Linked DNA regions of Mus musculus: all the other regions are linked to region 2. The links are chromatin contacts, called in public Hi-C and HiChIP or PLAC-seq maps. All regions are on one chromosome and are shown on one strand. Each heading gives the region's core, a stretch centred on a gene start, on an enhancer-like site or on the middle of the called end of the contact. The rest is flanking DNA. Distances are from core to core; before and after follow the strand shown. Region 1 overlaps Gm40085 (predicted gene, 40085). Region 2 has its middle 29 kb from the start of Cd1d1. Region 3 has its middle 11 kb from the start of Gm40084.

What was found. Hi-C and Micro-C count contacts between places; a contact is called where the count stands out from the background. HiChIP or PLAC-seq counts read pairs in DNA pulled down with a chosen protein or histone mark.
Region 1: a Hi-C map of pro-B cells shows a contact between it and region 2, with 8 times the contacts expected there. The contact joins two enhancer-like sites. A contact is called at or near these places in 7 of 39 promoter capture datasets (the C10 cell line, embryonic stem cells, frontonasal cranial neural crest and 3 more), 8 of 15 datasets of contacts at CTCF or cohesin (the NIH/3T3 cell line, embryonic stem cells, hippocampal excitatory neurons and 3 more), 155 of 484 Hi-C or Micro-C datasets (the 3T3-L1 cell line, 3T3-L1-derived adipocytes, the 4T1 cell line and 70 more), 20 of 115 datasets of contacts at active chromatin or transcription factors (PVALB interneurons, astrocytes, bone marrow-derived dendritic cells and 10 more) and 1 of 9 other capture datasets (embryonic stem cells).
Region 3: a contact with region 2 is called in an H3K27ac HiChIP or PLAC-seq map of large pre-B cells, with 2.8 times the contacts expected there. The contact joins two enhancer-like sites. A contact is called at or near these places in 17 of 39 promoter capture datasets (the 3T3-L1 cell line, 3T3-L1-derived adipocytes, cranial neural crest and 9 more), 1 of 15 datasets of contacts at CTCF or cohesin (the NIH/3T3 cell line), 6 of 484 Hi-C or Micro-C datasets (embryonic stem cells, myocytes and palatal mesenchyme), 2 of 115 datasets of contacts at active chromatin or transcription factors (embryonic stem cells and large pre-B cells) and 1 of 9 other capture datasets (embryonic stem cells).

Annotation. Positions count from the first base shown.
Region 1 is chr3:87,498,590-87,502,286 of GRCm38.p6, reverse strand. All of the region lies in intron 1 of Gm40085 (predicted gene, 40085), which reads left to right. It also overlaps a transcript of Fcrl5 not described here. Among named protein-coding and RNA genes, the nearest start is that of Gm40085, 12 kb to the left of the region's middle. Within about 2 kb of position 1,831, at least 61 of the 459 cell types and tissues checked have an H3K27ac peak or open chromatin away from gene starts, as enhancers often do. A contact at or near this core is called in the 63-12 cell line and pro-B cells, where this site is marked.
Region 2 is chr3:87,026,714-87,030,597 of GRCm38.p6, reverse strand. No RefSeq gene overlaps it. Among named protein-coding and RNA genes, the nearest start is that of Cd1d1, 29 kb to the right of the region's middle. Within about 2 kb of position 1,652, at least 6 of the 459 cell types and tissues checked have an H3K27ac peak or open chromatin away from gene starts, as enhancers often do. A contact at or near this core is called in the 63-12 cell line and pro-B cells, where this site is marked.
Region 3 is chr3:87,421,023-87,424,562 of GRCm38.p6, reverse strand. No RefSeq gene overlaps it. Among named protein-coding and RNA genes, the nearest start is that of Gm40084, 11 kb to the right of the region's middle. Within about 2 kb of position 1,307, at least 10 of the 459 cell types and tissues checked have an H3K27ac peak or open chromatin away from gene starts, as enhancers often do.

The sequences.
Region 1 (3,697 bases), core at 582-3,081, 470 kb before region 2:
CCCATGAATGGGATTAGTGGCTAGGGTTCTTTGTATTGCTGTCAACTAGATAGGGTCTAAAATCACATAAAAGACAAACCTCTGGGTGTGTCTGGGAGGGATTTTATAAATTCAGTCCATTGAGGTGGAATGAACGACCCTAAATGTGAACAGCACCATTTCATGGGCTGGGGTCCTGAACTGAATACACCAGAGTTCACTGCTCTCAGCCCCGGACTGTAGACACAGGTGAATCATCAGTTCCTGCCACCATGCCTTTCCCCAGAGGGACTGGGGCTGGAACTGTGAAGGAATGCAGCCTTGCAACATTTAAGTTGTTTTTGTAAAGTACTTATCACCAGCAAAAAGTAGTAAATGCGGGACTTTTCACAGAAAGCCAGGAAAAGCTTCATCTTCAGCTGTGTAAGGTCACAGTGAGGGAGGGGGCTTTCTGGGAAACGGAATCTGTACACAGATCAGCCTTCTGATGCTTTGATGGCCTCCTCCTGGAGGTGTGAGAAAGAGGTCTTCCGTTCCCAGGGTTACCCCTCATCTTTTATGAATCAGGGATGACTGGGGGAGGTAGGTTGATCTAGGAAAGGAGCTGATACAAAATTACCCTTCAAAATGAGCTCAGTTAGGAGAGGAAGCCTGAGTTGGCGGGGGTCTGTGATCAGGTCTGGAAGTGGGAGAGCAATTAGGAGAGTTACCAGAGGCTGTCTGTGTAAAGGGAGTGGCTGTCTAGAGATGAGCTTCGGAGGGAGGGGGAGCGTGAAGTGAGAGAATGAGAAGCGGCCAACTACAGCACCGTGGTCTTGATAGGACGGCCTCCACCCCTAATCCTGTGCTTTTCTGCAGCTCCATGTCCCGTGTCTCCCCTGCCTTTATTGCCAGTATCAGATAGATGCTAAGTTTGGCTGCCAGCTTGGGAGGGAGCCTCCCACCTTTAAACCACATGCTAAGCAGTCATCCTATGTTGAAGCAATGTTGCTTTCCAGGACAAAGCAGCCCTTAGGCTTTGTCCTTGACAAATCTGAAGTTTAGCTGGGTGGGGCCTCTCTGTGTGGGCACACTTCCTTCTGCTTCAGTACAGGGCAGGATGCCTCTCCTGCACGGCACAGCGCGGAGCCCTTTAACAGTACAGCTTCATTTCTAGATCATACCTTGGGAGCCACATTAAGCTTGCTAGAGTTTTTCTCCTCATAACTACACATTTTGTACATGATGATCCTGCTTGCTCTTTTTCACTGTAGACCTGCCTAAGAGTTATTAATAATGCCCATTTCACGGATTCGACCTTATGTTGCTTGAGACTTTCTCTGCCAAAACTTGGTTCATGACTTGAAATTCAGCCTTCTGTGCATTCTCAGGGGTGCGGGCAGAAAACAGTCAGACTTTTTGCCAGCATATAGAAACTGTCTCTGGCACGATTGCTAATGTTGCTCGCCTCTTGTGAGCATGCCTCTACCATCTGCACGATCAGCACTGTTGTCTTCCAAGCTCCAGCTAGAGCGGCCGTTACGTTCTTTTTAGAGCATCTTACCACTTTTCTAGTCCAGTCCTCCCAAGCCTTCCACACTGCTCTAAAGGACATGGTCAAGTTCTTCACTTGTTTTTTTTTTATTTTGTCCGTACCCACTCTTTTGTACCAACGTCTGGATCAGACATTTTTCTGTTGCTGTGAGGAAAATGGCATGGCCAGTCAGCAGCCACTTAGGAACAACATGCCGATTCTGGCTTCTGGTTCCAAAGGCAGAGTCCACGGCAGGCTGAGGGGCCAGAACAGGAAGCGGGGATGATTGAATCCTCAACCTCAAACAGAAAGCTGAGGGTAAACTAGAAGCAGGCTACACTCTTAACGAAGCCTATCTCTAGGGGCGCGCTTTCTCCAGCAAGGTTCCATACCTTAGCGGTTCTATAACCTCTCCAAATGTGCTAGCATCTGGGGTCCAAGAGTTCAAATCCACATGCCTGTGGGAGACCTTCTCATTCAAACCGGGTCACTTCCGCTCTGAGGCGCACGCAGCTGCTGGGTGTGCTTCCTCTCTCAGTGCCGGAGGAATGGTTGTCTCACAAAAGCTGCCACTGGTTTTCAGGCTTGTGAGGGCTGAGGACTTGCTCTGAGGGCAGGACGGCCAGTTTTCTCTCACCAGGGCAGCTTCCTTTAGCTTATGAGAAGTCTGTTCACCCTGTCCACACCACAGCCATGCTGCTGGTCTGTGTTTACGTTGGCTGTTTCTCATGCGTTACCTGTCTTTCCTCCCCACTTTCCAGGTATTTTAACACTATTTTGGTGCATTTTAAAACGTTTCTTCTTTCTTTCTCTTCAGAAGTGTCTATTTTTCTTATTGTGGCTCTTCTCATTTAAAGGGTGGCGTAGAAACGTCTTCTAGTCTGCCATTCTCCTCGGGGGTTCTTGACTTGAGTTTGTCAGGAGCGTGCCACCAAATCTGTTACTAAATAATGTGAAATTTTGGAGGTTTGGATCTGAAGCACCGGGGACGAGATTGGAACCTGAGATTGTTCTTCTAAGAGATGGAGGGTATTGGGAGCATATTCCATGGCTCCACTGAAAACTGAGATGATTGGCCAGATCTACAGGGTACTGTGGGAGTCAGGCACATTCTATTCTTGGGAATCTGGAATAGGAAAGAGGGGCAAGAACAATATGAAGGGCAGCCGATAATCACGAGTGTTTGAACAAACTGTAGGAACTGTTATCTTCTCCTTTCAACTGTAAAATGTATATTTAGATAATTTTGTCTTTGGGGGCCAAAGAGCTGATAATTGTCCAAACAAAACAACAACTCCCCAAATCAGTTTTATGGTGGTTGGTAGAGGCCAGTCTCTTCCTGTGATACCGACTGGCTTCTTATAATCATAGCTCTGAATCTCATCACAACTCTAGACTGCACTCCCCACACCCCTAGTAAGGTTCCTTTTGGACCTCCAAGGAATGTTTGCCTTTTGGGCAATTCTGTGAGAAGCCACAAGGTGGCAATATTGCATGCCTGTGGCTCAGCACATCTGTTCCTGGAAGTGGAAGCAGCTTTTACAACCCGTTTACTTCATCTGCCCAGCAGATCTTCAGGGAAGCCTTCATTTGCCAGAATCATTGGTGGTCACAGATCTGTTTAGGATTATACAGTTTAGTAGTAGGAGTGGGAAATGGATTACTTTGTCTGGATCCCGAGTGGCTTTAGATTACACTCAGGGGACATAGATATTTGAGAACATGGGTAACGTGTGGGACAGCGAAGGAGAAAACATTGTGTTAGAAAGGTCTTTCACTATAATATTGTAACCCTAACCTCAGCCCCACCCTGCGGGACTACATGAGTAGTTCCTAATTCTTTCTTAAGGCCATTGAAAGGAAGTTAAAGAGTTTCTGGTAGGAATCATACTGTTAAAATTATTCTTGTGACTTCCACAATGGTGCTGTTGTGCCGGAGAGCAACGAACTCTCTTCGCATGTTTTCCCTTCTGCTTTAGGAGCAGATGGCCACTTCCTCCTATAAGATAGGGACAGGCTCTAAATCCATAGCTCCATATCTATGGATCAGAGCATCTCTTGAACCTCACCAGAGAAGTTTCACGGTGCAGTGACCAGTGCTTAGTGCAGAACCTCACAACTGAAGCGCAGGGATAAGTTGGGTGTTCAGCAACTGAGACGTCGTCCACTCCCACCCCCAAGGCTCCAGAGTCATTGTAGAAGAGA
Region 2 (3,884 bases), core at 403-2,902:
TATCCTGTATCTCTCAGCACGTGCATTACTTCCTCCCATGATTCTTCTACATCTTAGAATCCTTTTATATGCTCTGTGGTAGTTTGAATAGGTAAAGCCCCTACAGACTCATGGGTTTGAATGCTTGGCCCATGGGGAGTGGCACTATACTCATTGGACTAGGCATGGCCTTGATGGAGGAAGTGTGTCACCCTGTAGGTGGGCTTTGAGGTCTCCTATGTTCAGGCTCTGCCCAGGGTAGGACACAGTCTCTTTCTGATGCCTTTGGACCAAGATGTAGAACTCTCAGCTCCTTCTCCAGCACCATGTTTGCCTGGACACGGTAGTGCTTCCCACCATGATGATAGTGGAGTGAACCTCTGAAACTGTAAGCCAGCCCCAATTAGATGTTTTCCTTTATAATAGTTGCCTTGGTCATGGAGTCTTTTCACAGTAATTAAAACCCTAACTAAGACACCGACTCTTCGATACATTGCACAATAAGAGCATCTGTAGGCCCAAAAGAAATGTGTAGGGGAAGACAGGAGTGTCGATGCCTGTACAGACTTATTGTGGAGTGATGTCTAGAAACCACACCCACCAGTATACATGGTTCTTATCCCCACTCCTTCCGAGGTAGGAAAGCTAGCCTGAGAAGTCATGGGGGAGTCAGCTCTGGAAGAAAGCTAAACAGATCCTCGCCTGCCAGTGGTGAATGCATATCTTCCCCCTTGGCCACAGGGCTTTTCAATTCTATCTCTTCATCCACCTATAAAAACCATCACTGTCACCAGTCCTGGAAAAAGTTGGCAGGAGCCCTGACTAAAGTGATCTCCCGTTGGTGGAAGGGACGAACACCACCCTCTCTGTCCCAAGGGGCCAAGGTGAAGTGAAAGAACGACTTTCCCTTTGAGATGCAGAGTGCACAGCCCAGAACCCACAAGGCACCTGTATTCCCACTGGGCTGAGCACAACCCTGAGAACTAAGTAAAAGCAGACAGTTTTTAAGGGAAGAGCTCTTGGTTGGAAATGACTGGGGTAACGTGCATGTGAGTGTGGCGGTAAAGGGGCATGATGATACCATATGTCTGGAAGGTCGGGTTAGTGTGCAGGTTCGTTTTGTCGATTTGATACAAACCCAGACATACCTGGGAAGAGGCCATCCCAGTCGAGGGGCTCCCTCATCAAATCAGCCCGTGGTGTTTTCTGGATTGCTAAGTGATGTAGGCAAGTCTAGATAACTGAGGGCAATGTCATGGGTGTTGGCATGTGGGACTGGGCTGTATAAGAGAGGGAGCAGAGCGAGCGAGTAAGCAGCACTCCTCTGTGGTTCTGCTGCAAGCATCTGTCTTAGCTTCTTTCAATGATGGACTGTAACCCCTCAGCCTAATGAACCATTTCCTTCCTTCCTAAGTCTCTTTTGGACATGGTGTTTTCCACAACTACAGAGAGCAAACAGTTAACAGTGAGTCTACCGTGGCCTTGAAGTTAATTTTCTCCCCAGAAAACTAACTCAGTTTTTTTTTTAAAAAAAGGATATGGTCATTTTTTTCCCCTTAAGGTAGACAAAGGAGTATCATTCTAAAACTTCTTCTTGGAAGAAACACTGAAGAGAACTCAAGCTGAAACCAAAAATGAAACTGAAAAACTCAACATCCCAATTAGAAAACTCAGGGGAACAACTTTTAAATACAATGGGTCAAGTCAACGATACAATACCAAGATAAAATAGGGGAAGTAGATCACTCAAGCAAGAATATGAAAAAAATGTAAAAAGAAAAAAAGGGGTGGGGGGACAGGCACTGACAGCAGAAATTCCAGTCCTGGGGAATCTGGTGGTCTTTTCTGACCATCATGAGTATCTGTGTGGCATGTACACAGACACGCAAGCAAAACATTCTACACATAAGTGTGTAAGTAATAAAATAATTTTTTTAATTAAAAACTTCAATAAAACACTTGTAAACTGGATACAAGCTCATATCATCCCATCATCCACCATGGTCGACTGAGCTTTGTCATGGAGATGCAGGGATGCTTCAATAAACATAAGTCAACGAGCTGGGCGTGGTGGAGCACGCCTTTAATCCCAGCACTCGGGAGGCAGAGGCAGGCGGATTTCTGAGTTCGAGGCCAGCCTGGTCTACAGAGTGAGTTCCAGGACAGCCAGGGCTATACAGAGAAACGCTGTCTCGAAAAAAACCAAAATAAATAAATAAATAAATAAATAAATATAAGTCAATAGTAATAAGTCCTATAGATGTATTTAAATGTAAAGATCATCTCAATAAACACGTGAAAAGCCCTTGACAAGATCCAGCATGCCTTCCTGATAAAAGTCCTAGAGAAGTAAGACTGAAGGGAACATGTGCCCACATAATAGTGTTTCTATGACAAACACACAGTCAACATTGTCCTAAGCAATGCCATTGAAATTAAGACAGACGAATCCACACCTTTCCAATATAGTCTGCACTGGCTAGTGTAATAAGACAAGCAAGGAAGGATGATTGTCAAGGGCTACAAGTTGCAAAAGAGATCAAATTATCCCCATGATAATTTATACATAAGTACAAGTCCCCAAAACTCCACAAGAGAACTTCTAGATATGAACAACAGTTCAGCAATGGAACAAGACACGAAGAACCCAATACCATGGCTCCATTAGTCGTAGTATTACAATGACTTGCTGGTATACCCCTTCGTCAGAGCGTCTGTCAGCCCTCATCGAGACGTTTCTCCTTACAATAGATGGTTATTACCCCAGAGGCTGACATACAGAGAACAAATGATTATAGAATTCTCAGCCCCAAATTAGACATCTGTAGCTCACCCCAAGGCTCAGGGGTCTTTGCAGAAGAGGGGACAGAAAGATTCTAAGAGCCAGAAGTGGTGCTAACATGAAGAAAACAGTATTCTCCAGACAACAAGGCAGATGCACATATAACCTAGCAGCACCCACAAGCCCTGTTGTCAACTCCAGCCAGCCGGAGACCCAAAATAGAGGGTGGGACCTCTGGATGTGAAATCCCACCCCTAGCTGAGGAACAATTAGAATTTGTTGGCCACTAGGAAAGGAAGAGTCAGGGTCTTTTTTTTTTTTTTAATGATGTGACCCCCTGTTGGTTGACAACACACCAGGGCAGGTGTTGGTGTCAAGACAGCTGAGCAACACAAACTGAGCTCAGTGGAGAAAGAAAATGAAAGTAATCTCCAAGTCACTGGATAGGGATGCAAAGGCGGCAACGGAACCAGTGAGGAGAGGCGGAGGAGGATTGTGTGAAGAGATTCAAAGTGCTTCAGTGACATTCTTAAGAATTAATAAAAATATTACAAGATGATAATAAATAACCACTAAAGAGTAAGAGGCCATGAGTTTGGGAGGAATGACCTAAATACAGGATTCCTACATGAAATAGACTAAATAATTATGAGTTAAACATTTTAAATGTGAAGCAGCAAGAACTCCTTTTCTTCTCACTTTCCAAAATAAAACATATATATTTGGAATTAATTAATTCAAATGAAACCCTGCCTCCCCTCCAAAAGAAATATTCAGGACAAAGGTCAGTTGATCATGGAGCATGATGGGATTGATATGTGCTTGTATTAAGTTTGCAAGTATTTTATTGGGGATTTTTAATTTTAAAAATGATTTATTTACTATGTCATGTATAGAATGTTTTGCTAACACATATGTGTACATTCCATATATCTACCTAATTCCTGTGACGATCAGAGGAGGCTACCAGATTCCCTGTACTGGCTAGTTTTGTGTCAACTTGACACAAGCTGGAGTTATCACAGAGAAAGGAGCTTCAGTTGAGGAAATGCCTCTGGGCTGGTAGTCTTGGTTCTATAAGAGAGCAGGCTGAGCATGCCAGAGGAAGCAAGCCAGTAAGGAA
Region 3 (3,540 bases), core at 58-2,557, 390 kb before region 2:
GGACTGTCTCATTTTGCCAATTCCATATTATGAACTAGACACTCTTACCCTGAGAGGTAATGTTAGTACTGGGAAATATAAGGGAGAGCAGGAGTTTTCACATTCATATTTTAAAATTGTGGTTTTTCTTAGGATGACATTAGTTAGCAAATAGAAAATGTCAAAGGAGAGTCCACAAAAGACAGACAAAGGCTTAGATCTTGGCACTCTTGCCTGCTTGTTTCGCCTTGAGCTTTGAACAAGGATTTTGTCTTTCATTGTACAACAGTCAGTTTTCATGATCATCTTACTCTCTCTTTTGAAGTAGCTTTCTGGGTAGAACTCTGGCTTCTGATATAGCTGTGCTCTTAGAAAGAGACCCTGTGCAGATCAACTAACCTCTTTTTCTAGTGGAAATTCTAATATTTAAGCCAGGGGGAAAAAGAGTAAAAAACGAGAAGCCACTGGTCTGAGACTTTATTCTTTCCCAGAACTCATGTAAATATTTGGGGTGTTATTTTTTCCCATGCCTCTGGGAAGTGTGATAACTCAGCCTATGTTTGCATAAACATGGATGCTATATTTATCTTGGGGTTCCTCTTCCTGTGGCTTTTAAACTAACATTTGGGTAGGGGATGTTCATACATCTCCTCTCGGCTTGTGCTTTGTCGTCTGGGATGGACTGCTGTGAGCTGACAGAAGATGACACATGGGAGAAGGCTGTGAGATACACAACCTGCAAAGATTGTGGAGACAAGGAGACTGTGGCTTGATTGGAAAGTACCGGTGGCGAAGAGTTGCAATATATATATATATATATATATATATATATATATATATATATATATATATATATATATACACAATTCCTTTAAAAGGAAAAGATTAAGATCACAAAGTGATGATCTACAGGGAATTAATTGTCTTGGGAGCATATTTAGAATGTTAGATTTTGGTGAATAAAGAGCAACATGAAGAACAATTGTGGAGACCACAAAGTGGCTAATAGGCTTTTGGGTCTGCTTTGCTCAATGCATTTGAGGTATCATTGTTGCCTGACTGCCCAAAACAAGTATCTGGGATTATCATCCTAGACTTCCTCGATAACGTTCAATCAACAACGGTCTTCCCAGCTGTCTTTGAACTGAGTGTCACACCCCTCCATCCAGCACACCTGTGGCTCTGGCCTTGCTCCCCGAACCCAGATAGCAGTGATAGCAGCCAACCCTCCCTATCACCAGCTATGCAGAGTCATCGCTCTACAGCTCCCAGAAAGGCCGTCTGTAGATTGAGCTGAATGTGTAGTGAGCTGAACGCATAGCTTTAAGATGCTGGTGGCTTCCTGTATTTTCAGGACACAGCTCCTGAGCACGTTAGAGTTTCTTTGTTTCTAATCTTTCAGGGCTGAGTGATTTCCAGGAAACTAATTTTATTATGTAAATGTACTACTAGAAATCTTGTGATTTCTGGGACACACCTGCTCTCTCATGCTTCTACACAGCATCTATCTCTGTTAAAAGCCTTTAGGAATATTCGCTAGCCCACCTTTATTGCGCCTATGTTTATAACTTCATTCTTTTACTGCTTCTATTCGCTCTTGTCTCCTCCTCCCTCTTCTTCCTAATGGTTAGCATTTGTTAAATGTTCCTATGTTCCACGTACTGCACTTAAAGTTGCACACATTCAATACAAGTTTCTGAATTCAAGTTAATTGAATTCTTTAGCAATTTCAGTTCGTCAGAGTTGGAATGTAGGTCAGAGCGCTTGAATAACCACTAAGGTCGCATAGTTCAGGGTGGCCTAAATTTGAATTCAGATTTTTCTGGTTCCATATGTCAACTCTTTCTTCTGGGAGTGATAAGCTCTTGGAAAATGTCCTTGAAATTTTCCCTTGGCTAAACTATAGTAGTGCTGTCCAGGCTGGCAGCCTTTGCTTCATGGGCTGTAACCAGGTCATCTCCCTCCCCTGAGTTAGGCAAAGGACTGTGGTAGAGCTCCGGCTGGTGGACTATATGAGGAATGCATGTGTGCCATGTTCAGTGCTGGCCCCACAGCCTCCTGGGTCACTTGCCATCCTGTCTCTGCTTTTGCAGAGAATTTGGGAAGCTGATGGCAGGATTGTCAGATAGGAGGAGACTGGTCTCCCTTTAGCCTGGAAACCCCAAGATCTCTGGGGTTATCTGTTAGACCTGTTAAATGTCAATAAACATTTGTTGCTTTATAAAATATGAATGGGATATTACAAATACTTGAGTTTATAGAGTAGAGTTTTCACCTCCTGACACTCTCTGCCTCACATAAGCCTCATATCTCACTGCTGTTGCTTCAGTGCCTGCCATATCTTGGCCTCTGAAAGATTCACTGGGGACGTGTGAGAGAAGCTGGCAGGTAAAGGCCCCTGTCCTCGGAGAGATTAATTTTAGGTAGGACAATCAACATAAAATAATGTCAGAGGGTGAGAAGTGCCCAGAGAAATATGGAAACAGGTGGGGGAGCTTGGTAGGGCCTGGGGCATGCCTCGAATCAAATGGGAGCAGGAAACCTCTTGGGGAAGCAGCGTTTGAATAGAGACTGGAAGTAGAAACGGGCAAACAATCTATAGGTGTCAGGGGAGAGAGTTATAGAATACAGAAGGACACACACACAATCCAGACACCACTTTGACACACTCCTGTCTCCCATTTTTCCTAGTTATGCCAGAAGTGTGTGTGCAGAGACACACATGTATTCACAAACACACAATTTAAAATGGATTCTGTGTCAAATACTGAAAAGTGCCTATTTTTAAAATAACTCAACTTCCTTTTAGAGTGACCTCTTGCTCAGTAAGCCAAGGTCTCTGCACATAGCCTCTATTCCACTAAAGAGAGACTCAGGCGAGGGCTTGGTGTAATATGTTGTGGCCTTCTGGGTCTCCAGGAAGCTGGATGGCAGAGATGGGTGGATTTGTTCTTCTGAGTTTCTGTAGGCTGATGATGGCCTTTATGTCCGAGAGCATTCCCAATGGCAGCAGGAGTCGTAAGGGTCTGGAGCCAGCTTGCTAGCTCTGTTTGATCCTCAGAGTTGAACCTGGAGGCCTTGTTTGGTGTCAACCTTTCTAGTCTCCTCCTTGATATCCTGCAGTAAATCTGTCTCCTCACAAATGAGTAGATTCTGTTGTCTACTCTGAAGCCCGACGGGTAGTGTTATGGGGTACTCACCAGAGAAAACTATTCAGACACTAGTTTAAACCAATAGAAAGTTTTATTAGCTATTCGGAGACTACATTGGGTGTTTGGGATCCCAGTATAGCCCCAATCCTTTTGCATGTGAGCTTTTAAGCACAAAATTATAACCCTGGGTAACATACTTCAGTCAATGAGAACAGTTAGCCAGAAACAGAACTACAGAAGCCAGAAAGCAAGGTTAGTACAGTTAGAGACTTTCCTAGATCTATAGTCTTCGATGGAGTAGGTTTTTGTTTTTGTTTAGATAGGTAGTGCTGTCTTTATGCTGACTTTTATGGTACTTCCAGCCCATAGTCCGTTGTGCTAAGATCTGGGAGCCTATTAAGGTCTAGAG